2 separate regions of the Oryctolagus cuniculus genome follow, and region 2 is linked to region 1. A link is a contact called in public Micro-C data. All regions are on one chromosome and are shown on one strand. Each heading gives the region's core, a stretch centred on a gene start, on an enhancer-like site or on the middle of the called end of the contact. The rest is flanking DNA. Distances are from core to core; before and after follow the strand shown.

The links. Hi-C and Micro-C count contacts between places; a contact is called where the count stands out from the background.
Region 2: a contact with region 1 is called in a Micro-C map of ear pinna, with 5 times the contacts expected there. The contact joins two enhancer-like sites. A contact is called at or near these places in 2 of 6 Hi-C or Micro-C datasets (ear pinna and an unstated tissue).

What each region holds. Positions count from the first base shown.
Region 1 is chr3:67,920,638-67,926,425 of mOryCun1.1, forward strand. It overlaps MAP3K20 (mitogen-activated protein kinase kinase kinase 20), which reads right to left. Exons shown (of 20, transcript XM_008258756.4): 10 at 3,489-3,595. Among named protein-coding and RNA genes, the nearest start is that of MAP3K20, 120 kb to the right of the region's middle. Within about 2 kb of position 2,959, at least 5 of the 8 cell types and tissues checked have an H3K27ac peak or open chromatin away from gene starts, as enhancers often do.
Region 2 is chr3:68,329,088-68,334,632 of mOryCun1.1, forward strand. It overlaps RAPGEF4 (Rap guanine nucleotide exchange factor 4), which reads right to left. Exons shown (of 30, transcript XM_070070679.1): 3 at 4,994-5,082. Among named protein-coding and RNA genes, the nearest start is that of RAPGEF4, 62 kb to the right of the region's middle. Within about 2 kb of position 1,889, at least 1 of the 8 cell types and tissues checked has an H3K27ac peak or open chromatin away from gene starts, as enhancers often do.

The DNA.
Region 1 (5,788 bases), core at 1,709-4,208:
AGGAAGTTCCTGGCTCCTGGCTTTGGATCGGCACAGCTCCGGCCATTGCAGCCATCTGGGGAGTGAACCATCAGATGGAATACCTCCCTCTCCCTCTCTCTTTCTCTCTCTGCCTCTCCTTCTCTCTGTGTGTAACTCTTTCAAACAAATAAATAAATCTTAAAAAAAAAAAAAAAAAAAAAAAAAAAAAAACAGATCTGCTTCTTCTCAAACTGTGGTCCACTGGCTCATACAGACATCAGAGGGGCAGGCACTTGGTACAGTGGTTAAGGTGCCATGTGGGATGCCCACATCTTATCCTGGACTGCCTGGGTTCGAGCCCCAGGTGTGCTGATGATCCACCTTCTTGCTAATATGCACTCTGGGAGGCAGATGATGGCTCTAGTACTCGGATCCCTGACACCCAAGTGGGAGATCCAGACTGAGTTCTGGGATCCTGGCTTCAACCTGGCCCAGTCCTCACAGTTGCAAGCATTTGGGGAGTAAACCAGATGAAAAATCTGTCTCTCTCTAATAAAATTAAAATTTTATAATAAAATGAAATTTTAAAAAGAAATCAGAATTCCTATAAAATAGATGAGGAATAAATTTGTGAGAGAATTAAAAGATGTTTGCTTTGGCACAAAAATGTTGAAATCCTTCCTTACAGAGTCCTCAGAAAGTTTAGCATGTATTATGAAAAAAAAAAAAAAATTCATGGATTTCTTTGCACCAAAATAAGCCTATCTTTTTTTTAAAAAAATTTGAGAGGCAGAGAGCCAAAACTTCCACCTGCTGGCTCACTCCCCAAATGTCTGCTGGGCCATGGTCAAAGCTGGCAGCAAGGTGTTCTGCACGGTGGCAGGTACCCAACAACTTGAGCATCGCTAGGTCTGCATTTTCATGTCCTTTAGTGTTTTAGTAAAAGGCTACTTTATTTTTCATTTTTAAAGATTTATTTATTTGAAAGGCAGAGGGCAGAGAGATCTTCTATCCATTGGTTCACTTCCCAAATCCCTATAACACCAGGGTTTGGCCAGGCCCAAGCCAGGAGCCAGGAATTCCAACTGCATCTCCCACAGGGTGGCAGGGACCCAAGTACCTGAACCATCATCTGCTGCCTCCCAGGTGCGTATTTCAGGAAGCTGAATTGGAAGCATGGAGTGGCTAGGACTCCAACCAGGCTCTCCAATATGGGATGGGTCTCAAGCAGTAGCTAACCCCACTCAGCCACAATCCACACCTCTAAAATGTTATTTTAAATAAAAAAACTCTTTGTCTGTGACAGAGGTTTTCAGTGTTGCTCTGGGGACCCATGAGACCTTCCAGAAGATTCTTGGAGTTACGCTGTTTTCAGAATATCACTAGACAGGGGTCGCCTGTTCCGCTCTCATCCTCTAAAAGCGTTCGGTCTCCCACAGGTTCCCTGCGTGCGCAAGTGACGCAGACTGAATGCAAAAGCGTGCTGTGTCACTGTGTGTAGTTTCAATGAATCAACACATATTTAAGTTTTTTCTCGATTCTCATCGTGAATGTGGTAAACACTGGCAGATGCAGGTCATGATAACAAAGGTTCTTTGGAGTCCACTGTAATTCTAAGAACGTAAAAGAGTCCTGAGACCAAAACCTATGGGAATGGTCGTACGTGGGGAAGAGCTGTGACAGCAGCTGTCATCTGTCTTGGACCCGATTTCTGAGGGCACTGTTTTTGGCCATATGTAGGCTTTAAGATTTTCACGTGGAGAGCAAGCGACTTTCCTCCTGACTGATGCTCTGTTGCCATACTTTTAAAGACTCCCTGTCGCAAGGGTATTAATATCCCACTGACCCTTGGGATAACAGATCGAATGGCACTTCCTTGGGGAAGGCTTTCACAGCAGCCTCGGCCCAGATCAGATGGTGTGGGCCTGTGCTCTCAGGCGTCCGGCGCTTCTCAGCTGCGACGCCTGTCCAGTAGCTATGTGTGGGTTTCCATTTAGCAGTTTGGCAACTGGACACGCTGTGACAAGCATCCTGTGCTCATGGCTCCGGCCCGGCACCTGGGCGGCACCAGCAGAAGCACAATGGATGCTGAACAAACAAATACAACCTGGGTGCTTGTCATGGCAGACAAATGGCCCTACAGGGTTATGTGCTGCTGTATAACACCATCCTTTCATATCATTACCAACAAGGCATTCTCTTCCTCTGTCCTCGTACGTATTGACCAAGCAACAGCTGTGTTTCCAGCATGTTCTAGGAGCTGCAGGGACAGTGGTGAGTGCAAGCAACAGGGGGACATAGTTCAACAACTACCCACAGAGGGCAAGGGCGGGGCTGAGGAGGAGACACGCTCTCGGAGTGCGGAAGGCAGGACTTGGCCTGTTGTGTTATCTCAGCTACCGGAGCCTCAGGGGTGGTGTGCAGCTGCACAGGGGTGGGCTTTAAAGAGGGGAAACTGTATCTGCAAAGCCCCCCTGCAGAGGGAGGGCAAGCGTGGAATAGGACCATGATCTTAAGCTAAGGCCATTGGGGCCAAAACCCAGATGGCCTCATTCAGTCTCCAAAGTCCTGTTAAGTATCTTTCCCTTCATCTTACGAGTGATTGGAACCCATACGAGGGTTCTGATGGGAAGTGATCCGATTACACAGTCACTGATCTCTTACTGCAGGAAACAAATGTTTTGCTTTTTTAATTATTTCAGCCTAAAAATTGTCTCTTAGGACTAGACTTGACTTCACGGTGTTACTTTTGTAGCCCTAAGTAATAATTCACTTAACTCACTCGCCCTAGGGAGATCTTTCAAAGGAATAAGCATACATAGTGTGACTGTAAAATACCAAACAGGAAGCCCAAGGAGACTTGGGACAACAGGAGTCCACAACCTGGTGGTTTTCAACCTGCATGCAGTGTTCAGCCAGCATCAGCAGATGGCGTAAGGCCTCACATTACTGCCTCGGAGCAGAGTTGAGGTTACTCCCACCTCTGCTGAGTCAGGGCAGCAGTGGTGTCAGCTCCCAAACATGCTATTTATACGTGCATCATGTGAGCTGGCTCGGACGGGCTAGCCTGGGCTTACTTTTTCCACTCATACAAGACGGTTCTCTCGTTCCGAAGTTTGTTCTGCACTTCACAACATTTGATAGGATTTATAAGGGCCCAAGTTTTCTTTTACAAGTGTTTTTACAGTGCCCTTGCCCTCTCCAGCAGCAGATCTGGCGCCCGCGCATTTCAAGGCCTGCACAGTTTTCCTCTCTTACTTTACTGGACACAGGCCAGAGCGGGGATGGGGACGGGGACGGGCTGCTCACCAGCGTTTGTCTCAGAAGCCAGGATTTCAGTATTCTTTCCAAACACTGAGGGATGCAGTCAGACAACGCAGACTCTCCCTCTTGCTTCCGTGTGAGAGGGAGGGCTCACCAGGTCTCCTCTCCAAAGGTCTAAAACATTGTTTTCCCTAAGCCACGCGCAGCCAGCAGGACTGTCAGCCAGGGCTCTGTGGCCGGGCTGCAGCGCCAGGACCACCCACCTCCACTCTGCCTTGTTGTGCAGGAACGAGTTGCACTGGTCAGGAAGGCTCGTGTCATTGCGCATGGACTCCAGGATGGCAATGATCTGCTTGAACGACGGCCGTTTCTGCAAAAGGGGAGAGAGTCACATACTGGGCCTTAAGCAGGAGAGCTTTAGAGAAGACACAGGCACCCACAGGCACGGTCATACCCAGCTCAGCCCACCGGGCGGGCGAAAGGAAACGTGACACAACGTTATTTACAGCAGATTCCATATTTTGGATTACTTATGCTGAAGAACATATGCACCCTGGGAGGCAGCAGGTGACGGCTCAAGTACTTGGGTTCCAGCCACCCACGTGCGAGACCTGATTGAATTCCAGTCTCTTGGCTTGGACCTGGCTTAGCTGAGGCTGTTGCAGGCATCTGGGGAGTGAACCAGCAGATGGAAGAGCTCTGTGTGTCTGTCTCTTTATCTCCATTTATCTGCCTTTCAAATAAAATGGAAATAAATAAAAATTTAAAAGGAGAAGGAATAGATTCTGATGTTGTTTTTCTATCCATGTGGCCTAAGCTTGGGATAATTAGTGTTTTTCTCCAGGTAGAAGTTCTCTTTGGGTATGATTAAGGGCTCCTCAAAGGAAAAAAATTAGTCCTTAAAAACATCTATGTGATAAAACTGGTAAAAAGTTAATGGGAGTCTGAGTATCTTGGTGTTCTTGGTGTTTGCTGTACAATTCTTTTTTTTTTTTTTTAAAGATTTATTTATTTATTTGAAAGGTAGAGTTACAGAGAGGCAGAGGCAAAGAGAAGGAAGTCTTCCATCCGCTGTTTCACTCCCCAGATGGCCACAACAGCCGGATCTGGGCCAGTCCGAAGCCAGGAGCCAGGAGCTTCTTCCGGGTCTCCCACGTGGGTGCAGGGGCCCAAGGGCTTGGGCCGTCCTCTACTGCCTTCCCAGGCCACAGCAGAGAGCTGAGCAGGAAGTGGAGCAGCCGGGCCTCGAACCAGCGCCCATATGGGATGCCGGTACTACAGGCAGCAGCTTTACTTGCTGCACCACAGCGTCGGCCCCTGCTGTACAATTCTTTAAATTTTTGTATGTTTTATAAAAAATGTTGGCAGGGGACTGGCGCTCTGGCACAGTGGGTAAGGCTGCTGCCTGCAGTGCCAGCATCCCATATGGGCGCCAAGACCTGGCTGCTCTACTTCCAATCCAGTTCTCTGCTATGGCCTGGGAAAGCAGCAGAAGATGGCCCACGTCCTTGGGCTCCTGTACTCACATGGGAGACCTGGAGGAAGCTCCTGGCTCCTGGCTTTGGATCGGCACAGCTCCGGCCACTGCAGCCAACTGGGGAGTGAACTAGTGGATGGAAGACCTCTCTCTCTCCGCCTCTCCTTCTCTCTCTGTGCAACTCTTTCTCTTTCTTTTTTTAAAGATTTATTTATTTACTTGAAAGAGTTACACACAGAGAGAAGGAGAGGCAGAGAGAGAGAGAGAAAGAGAAAGAGAGAGGTCTTTCATCCTCTGGTTCACTCCCCAGATGGCAGCAACAGCTGGAGCTGCGCCAATCTGAAGCCAGGAGCCGGGAGCACTTGGGCCATTGTCCACTGCTTTCCCAGGCCATAGCAGAGAGCTGGATTGGAAGTGGAGCAGCCGGGACTCAAACTGGTGCCCACATGGGATGCTGGCACTGCAGGCAGTGGGCTCTTCCTGATACACCACAGCGCTGGCCCCAACACTTTCAAATAAATAAATAAATAAATCTTAAAAAAAAATGTTGGCAGAAAAAATCTAATTCCAAATTGATGACTTCTGGAATAAAATTTCCCAATTTCAGCTGGTTAGGAAAAAGATCCTCCAATTTTAAAGTCACTGCTCTCAATGTTTATCCCACATTAGGATGAGCCTCCGTGCGGGACACCGGGAGACGCTGCTCAGCAGGGCGGGAGGCAGTGGGAAGTACATTTCTTCAGCTCACACTAGCTATCCTCGTCTCTCTCCTTAGACTCCAGCCAAGGTTGAGACAAAAGGTTAAAACAAAAACGGAGGAAGAGAATAAAAGGATGATGCACAGTCTCTCTTCACATGCCTTGTAATTATACCATTTCTGAACAAATTACAGTTGCAGCAATTAAACATGCATTTTAATTTGGGCGCACAAAAACAAGAAAGAACAATGTTGAGGTAGCTTGCTCTCAGGACCGAGAGCCTCCTGTATTAGTAAGAAAAGCAATTTTCCCATTTCTCAGAAATACACAACTGAGCTATGGAGTTAGGCCACTATTTTTCTCTTTTTAAGAGCACATGCTTGTGTGT
Region 2 (5,545 bases), core at 639-3,138, 410 kb after region 1:
AAGACCACCATCAGTGAAGGTCCTGGTGACCCACAGTGTACCACCCAAAGGCTCAAGAAGGACCGCCGAGTCAATGAGAAAGACAGGAAGTGACTGCGTGCTTGAATCTGAAGAGCAAAAATCAACAAAATAAAAGGACAGAGAAGGAGAACACGTAGTGTTTACTGAAGTGGGATAGAAGTGGTGCGAGTTTGAATCAAAAGGAAGAGTTACCTTCTGCGTCTTCAGTTACATAGCCTTCTATCTGCTATAGTCACGTAAAGAGGATGTTGGTTAATTCTACCAATCAATAATGTCCAATCAATACACAACACTCAGCTACGACAGCGAACTCCCAAAGGATTCCCTTCCCCCCCTTCACACCTTCGTGCCTTCGCTCCCCGCCCTCTCACGTGCATCTGTCCCACCCTCTAGCCTGGAAGCCCTGTGAGAGGCTGCACCACATTCAGCCAACTGTGTGTGTCCAGATCTGGCTGGCGGTGGGAGGAGAGCCGGAAGAGCCGGAGAAGTGGCCGTCCCCAGCAGCTCGCTCCAGGTGAGGCAGACACTGCAAGGCAGGCTTGGAGGGTGGCAGGTGCAGGAGAAATGCAAGAGCCTGTGGTCACTGCTCCCGAACAGCTCAGGCCTCACCACCAAGCCCTCCCTTTCACACCCACATAGCCCCTGTACAATGAGAACGCTCAGGCCCTGGAGCCCTAGAATCACAAAGAACTGGCTCTGACACCTAACAGCTGAGTGGCCTTGGCCAAGTTATTGGGCACCCATCCTGGGAGACTGACCAGAGTCCAAAGAGGGTGGAGCCAAGTGCTGAGCAGTCAGGGAGATATTGCTGGGAAAGTGCTTAGCACACAGTGGCCCGCAGGGGGCGCTGTGCTGCCAGAGGCTGTGGCTGCTCCTCTCACCATTCTGGTCAGGGAAGATGCTGTCCTCACACTGGCTCTGAAACTGAGGGCTGAGTTTGGGAATCTCTGTCTACATCCCCTTGTGGCTCAGACGGGAGGGCAGGCACGCAGTACAGGGGACTTAGACGAGAAAACCTGCCCCCCTTCTAGACTTGACTCGGCGCTGTCCCTGCTTTGCCCCCTTTCCTCGATTCTCTTAGTGTCTGGTATCTTGTCTTCTTTCTCTGTTATCACCCCCTACCCTTCCTCCCTTTTTTTCATGTTTAACAGCAGGAAGAACATGCAAGGCAGGGTGGGGCAGGCATGTCAGATTGAATTCCTGTCGTGGGGGCCTGGGAAAGTTGCACCTGCTAAGCCTTCCATTCTATCCCAGTGGCCAACAGAACATGGAGGCCTAAGGTCACACCTGTTACCACACAAGGGGCCCCTGCACAGCGTCACCCAAGGGAAGCACTTAGCGATGACTATTTCTGCTCTCTAGGGGTAATGCTTCTGGGTCCTTCCTTGCTCCTCCCCCTAGACCATCACTCAACCACTGCACTCCCCACTGGGGTACCTGATGGTTGATCTTATGTATCCACCTGGCCAGACGATGGTTAACCAGTCGCTTGATCAAATACTGGCCTAGATGTTACCATAATGGCCTTTTTTCAATGTGATTACCATTTACAATCAATAGACTTTATATAGTCGATTACTCTTTGGAACATGGAGAGTAATCACTAAAGGCCTTAAAACCAAACGAGCTTCCTTGAGATTCCTCAAAGAGGGAATTCTACTTCCAGAATTCCAGAAATCCACCTAATTTCCCAGCCTTAGCAACTCAAGACGGCAGCAACAGCTCTGACCTGAATCTCCTGTTTGCTGGATCCCCTACAGGTTCCAAAGTCCCAGTTCTTTAAAACCTTTCTCATCCGCCCACTCCCTGCTCTGTCTGCTGTCACTTCTGTTTGCCTGAAGAACCCTGCCTCCTTAGGGCGCAGCTCTGAGAAGCTGACCAGTCATCCTGAGTGGCCCCACCAGCTGCAATGCCAGAGCAGGTTGAACTGGCTTTGCTTATTCCTTCCAGGCGCTTTGGCACGGGAGGAGGTTCAGCCACCACCCTCAGCCTCCTTAGCTTCTTTCCCCCGCGTGGCTGGAACTTCGTCCTGCCCCCTCCGAGCAGGCCGGAACACTTAGCCTCCTCTCCACCCCAGGCAACCCTCTGGAGGGCTGCAGGAATTAGCAGCTTTCTCTTCCCCATACCTTAGTGGTGCGGATCCCTCCAGGAAACCCTGGTGCAACACCGTGGGAGGTAGCGTACGAGAAGGCCGCAAGCCGGCTTTGGTCAGAGCTCACAACTCCTAACACCCAAGGACAAGACCAAGTCCAGCTTAGGAGTGCTTTGTGTTAAGTTTAAGGCCAAAGTCACAGCTAAAGTCTAAAATTAGATGTTTGTTGGTTTTAAAAAAATGCTAATAATAAAGCACTACTCAGCTATTCTCCGCGGGGGTCCTGGTGAGACATAATTGGTCCGGGGCAATATTTCTGGAGCCCGGCCAAATTCTATTTTAATCCCATCCAAACCTGATGCTGGTTTAGAGTCAGCACACCCTTGCTGCCTTGATTTCTCTTCCCCTTGGGCATATCTGCTCTCCTGGTTCTTTTCTCTTCCACGCATTTTCCTCTCCTCTCTCCTCCTTAAATCCCAGCTTCTCCCCACTCTCCATCATGGCTCCCCCAGGACCACCTCGAAGAGAAGAGACCATGGAGAATCCCCTTCTGGGCCCTGTCCCCTGGACACAGCCTGCAGGTGACCCTGGAGTAAGATGAGCACCAGGAACAGCTCTGTGCCTACTGGGACAGAAGATGTGCAGAGAGAAAGGACAGGGGTGACCTGAAAGTGTGACGACAGGCTGAGAGACGGGACACTGCCGCTGCACGTGGCTTCTGTTGAGTCAGTTCATGGGTCCGGATGCTTGCATTCACTTGAGTTCTAGACACGTGACTTGGGGCACCTGGTCTAACGCAGAGCCTCCCAGGGTTGTTGTGAGGAGTAAAGGATGAACCAGGCAGCCATGCGTGCTTAGAACAATACTGGCACGTGGCAAATATTCAAGAGATGCTGGCTGTCCTCAGACCCACTGGGAAACTGAGGCAGCGTCGAGGAGCAAAACCTGCTTCTCTCCTTGACCCTCTCTGAGACCCAGAGGAAACTGGTCCTGGGAGAGCGGCTGCATCCAAGCTGCGAGGCCCAGGTTCCAGGCAGTGTCTGATGCAACTTTCCACGCATTTGCTCACAAACAGCAGAGTACACTATGGAGTAAGTAGGACTTGGGCACTGCCTGAGACTTTGCCATCCATAACAAAGGGCATAACCCAGGCCACCACATTCCGCATTCCAACTCCAAATGCCAACCCTACCCACCCCTGCCGTGCACACAAATCTTTTAGGAAACCATCCCATTATAAAGACAGTGACTGCTAACAAATCCAATATTCACACAAGTCCCCCAAAAATTTAAATCTCAGATTTAGGTGGGTGCCGTATTCATTTTCACATTTCAATATGCTACCTATGACTGAGGATCTGAAACATCATCTTAAACATGATCCTGGGCTGCAGATGGTTTCTCCTCTTAACTTTGACTTTTCTTGATAAATCTTTCTGAGTTTGCTATTACTCAACTCTCTGGCCTCTTTTTTTTTTTTTTTTAATTTATTTCAGAGGTAGAGGTATAGTCAGAGAGAGGGAGAGGCAGAGAGAGAGGTCTTCCATCCACTGGTTCACTCCCCAAATGGCCGTGATGGCCAGAGCTGGGCCAATCCAAAGCCAGGAGCCAGGAGCTTCTTCCAGGTCTCCCACGTGAGTGCAGGGGCCCAAGTACTTGGGTTACCTTCCATTGCCTTTGCAGGCCATAAGCAGAGAGCTGGATCAGAAGTGGAGCAGATGGAACATGAACCGGTGCCCATATGGGATGCCAGCACCGCAGGCGGAGGCCTAGCCTACTGCGCCACAGCACTGGCCCCTGTCTTCAGTTTTTATCTGAACCCTGAATATGTGAACATAAGACATGGCACGTTTTCACAGTGGCTCCTGCAGGTGGCCATTGAGGGAGCACACCTTTCAGGTTCAAGGCCCTTGGCTCTGAACAGCAGGTGTGTGCATATGGAGGCCATGAGTCATAATGGCAGAGGGAGGGGCACTGCAGTTGAGAAAGGCGTCCTGAGGTCCAATTTTAAACATCACGAAAAGAAAAAGAATGGGAGCTTTACCTATGGAGACACCAAGCTGTACAGCAGTGACTAATAGAGGCAAGAGAAGCCACTGCTGTATTTGAGAAGAAAAATAGTACTACTGGCCCATTCCCATCCGCAAGGCCAAGGTTGAGCAGTAAGGCGAGGTTTTCGGCAGGGGGGGGGGGTGGCTATATCAGCCATGTAGCCCCTGCATCACCAGGGCTACTGTAAGGCCACGGATAAGATGGTTTCCAGGGTGAAGAAAGAAGCCAAGATACAGATGGAAGAAGGACCCACAAGGAAACCCAGGGTCCTTGCTGGTTTGGAGTCAGCACACCCTTGCTGCCTTGATTTCTCTCCCCCTTGGGCACGTCTGCTCTCCTGGTTCTTTTCTCTTCCATGCAGTTTCCTCTCCTTTCTCCTCCTTAAATCCCAGCTTCTCCCCACTCTCCATCACGGCTCCCCCAGGACCACCTCGAAGAGAAGGGACCACGGAGAATCCCCTTCTGGGCCCTGTCCCCTGGACACAGCCTGCAGGTGACCCTTGTCCTTCCCCTGTGTCCACACTTCACACCCTGCAGTGGCAGCCTCTCACCCTGCTACTGAACTACTCGAATTTCCCAACAGATGCACTGTGGTCTCCTAGTTCATGTTCTGCCACCCAGTCCCATACTGAAATCAGGGAAGACATCCAATGCATATGGTTGTTGAGCAGCTTACTAAAGAAAGCCAACAAACACTGGTGAGCGAACCCCTTATTATGGGGAAAGAGAAATGGACTTGGAAAATGTCATTTTCATGCCATAAAAAACATAGGGATACTGCATCTTTAAAAGTAAGAGTAAATCCTGCTTAAAAGCAAGATAGATTACCTGGTGACTGCTGGTCTCCGAGACTTTAACATCCAAAGATCCTGCCAGGACAGCATACCAGTTGGTTCCAATATCACCCTGGCGAAATACTGGAAAAGAAACAGCACTGTAAGTATTCCAAATGCGAGTTGGTTTCCCTGGGTGACTTGAGAGTTCTTTACTGATTGTCAGAAACACATCTCAGCCCAGCCGAGCTTGCCACCCTCCCCGACCCGTGCCCACAAGAATATGACACACTTATCTTTGCTTCATCTACTGACAAAGCGGCAGCCTATCTACCCAACGTTCAGCCAAGTAGAATTCGGTTAAATAGAAATCTGTCGTATTTACAGAGCTGCACATATTTGCACCTAGACGATAATCCTAAACACTTTAGGAGCCTTTGAATTTAAGAAGAATTGACTGATGTTCTGTGTAATTTATTTTAAATACATTTCATGGTATTATGATTCTTAGAAAATTTTTTCTCTAGATCGAATGCACATCAACGAGGTTATCTCACTCAACAGAACACCAGACCACAACCTCCAGCACTTTGAATCTGTATTGAAA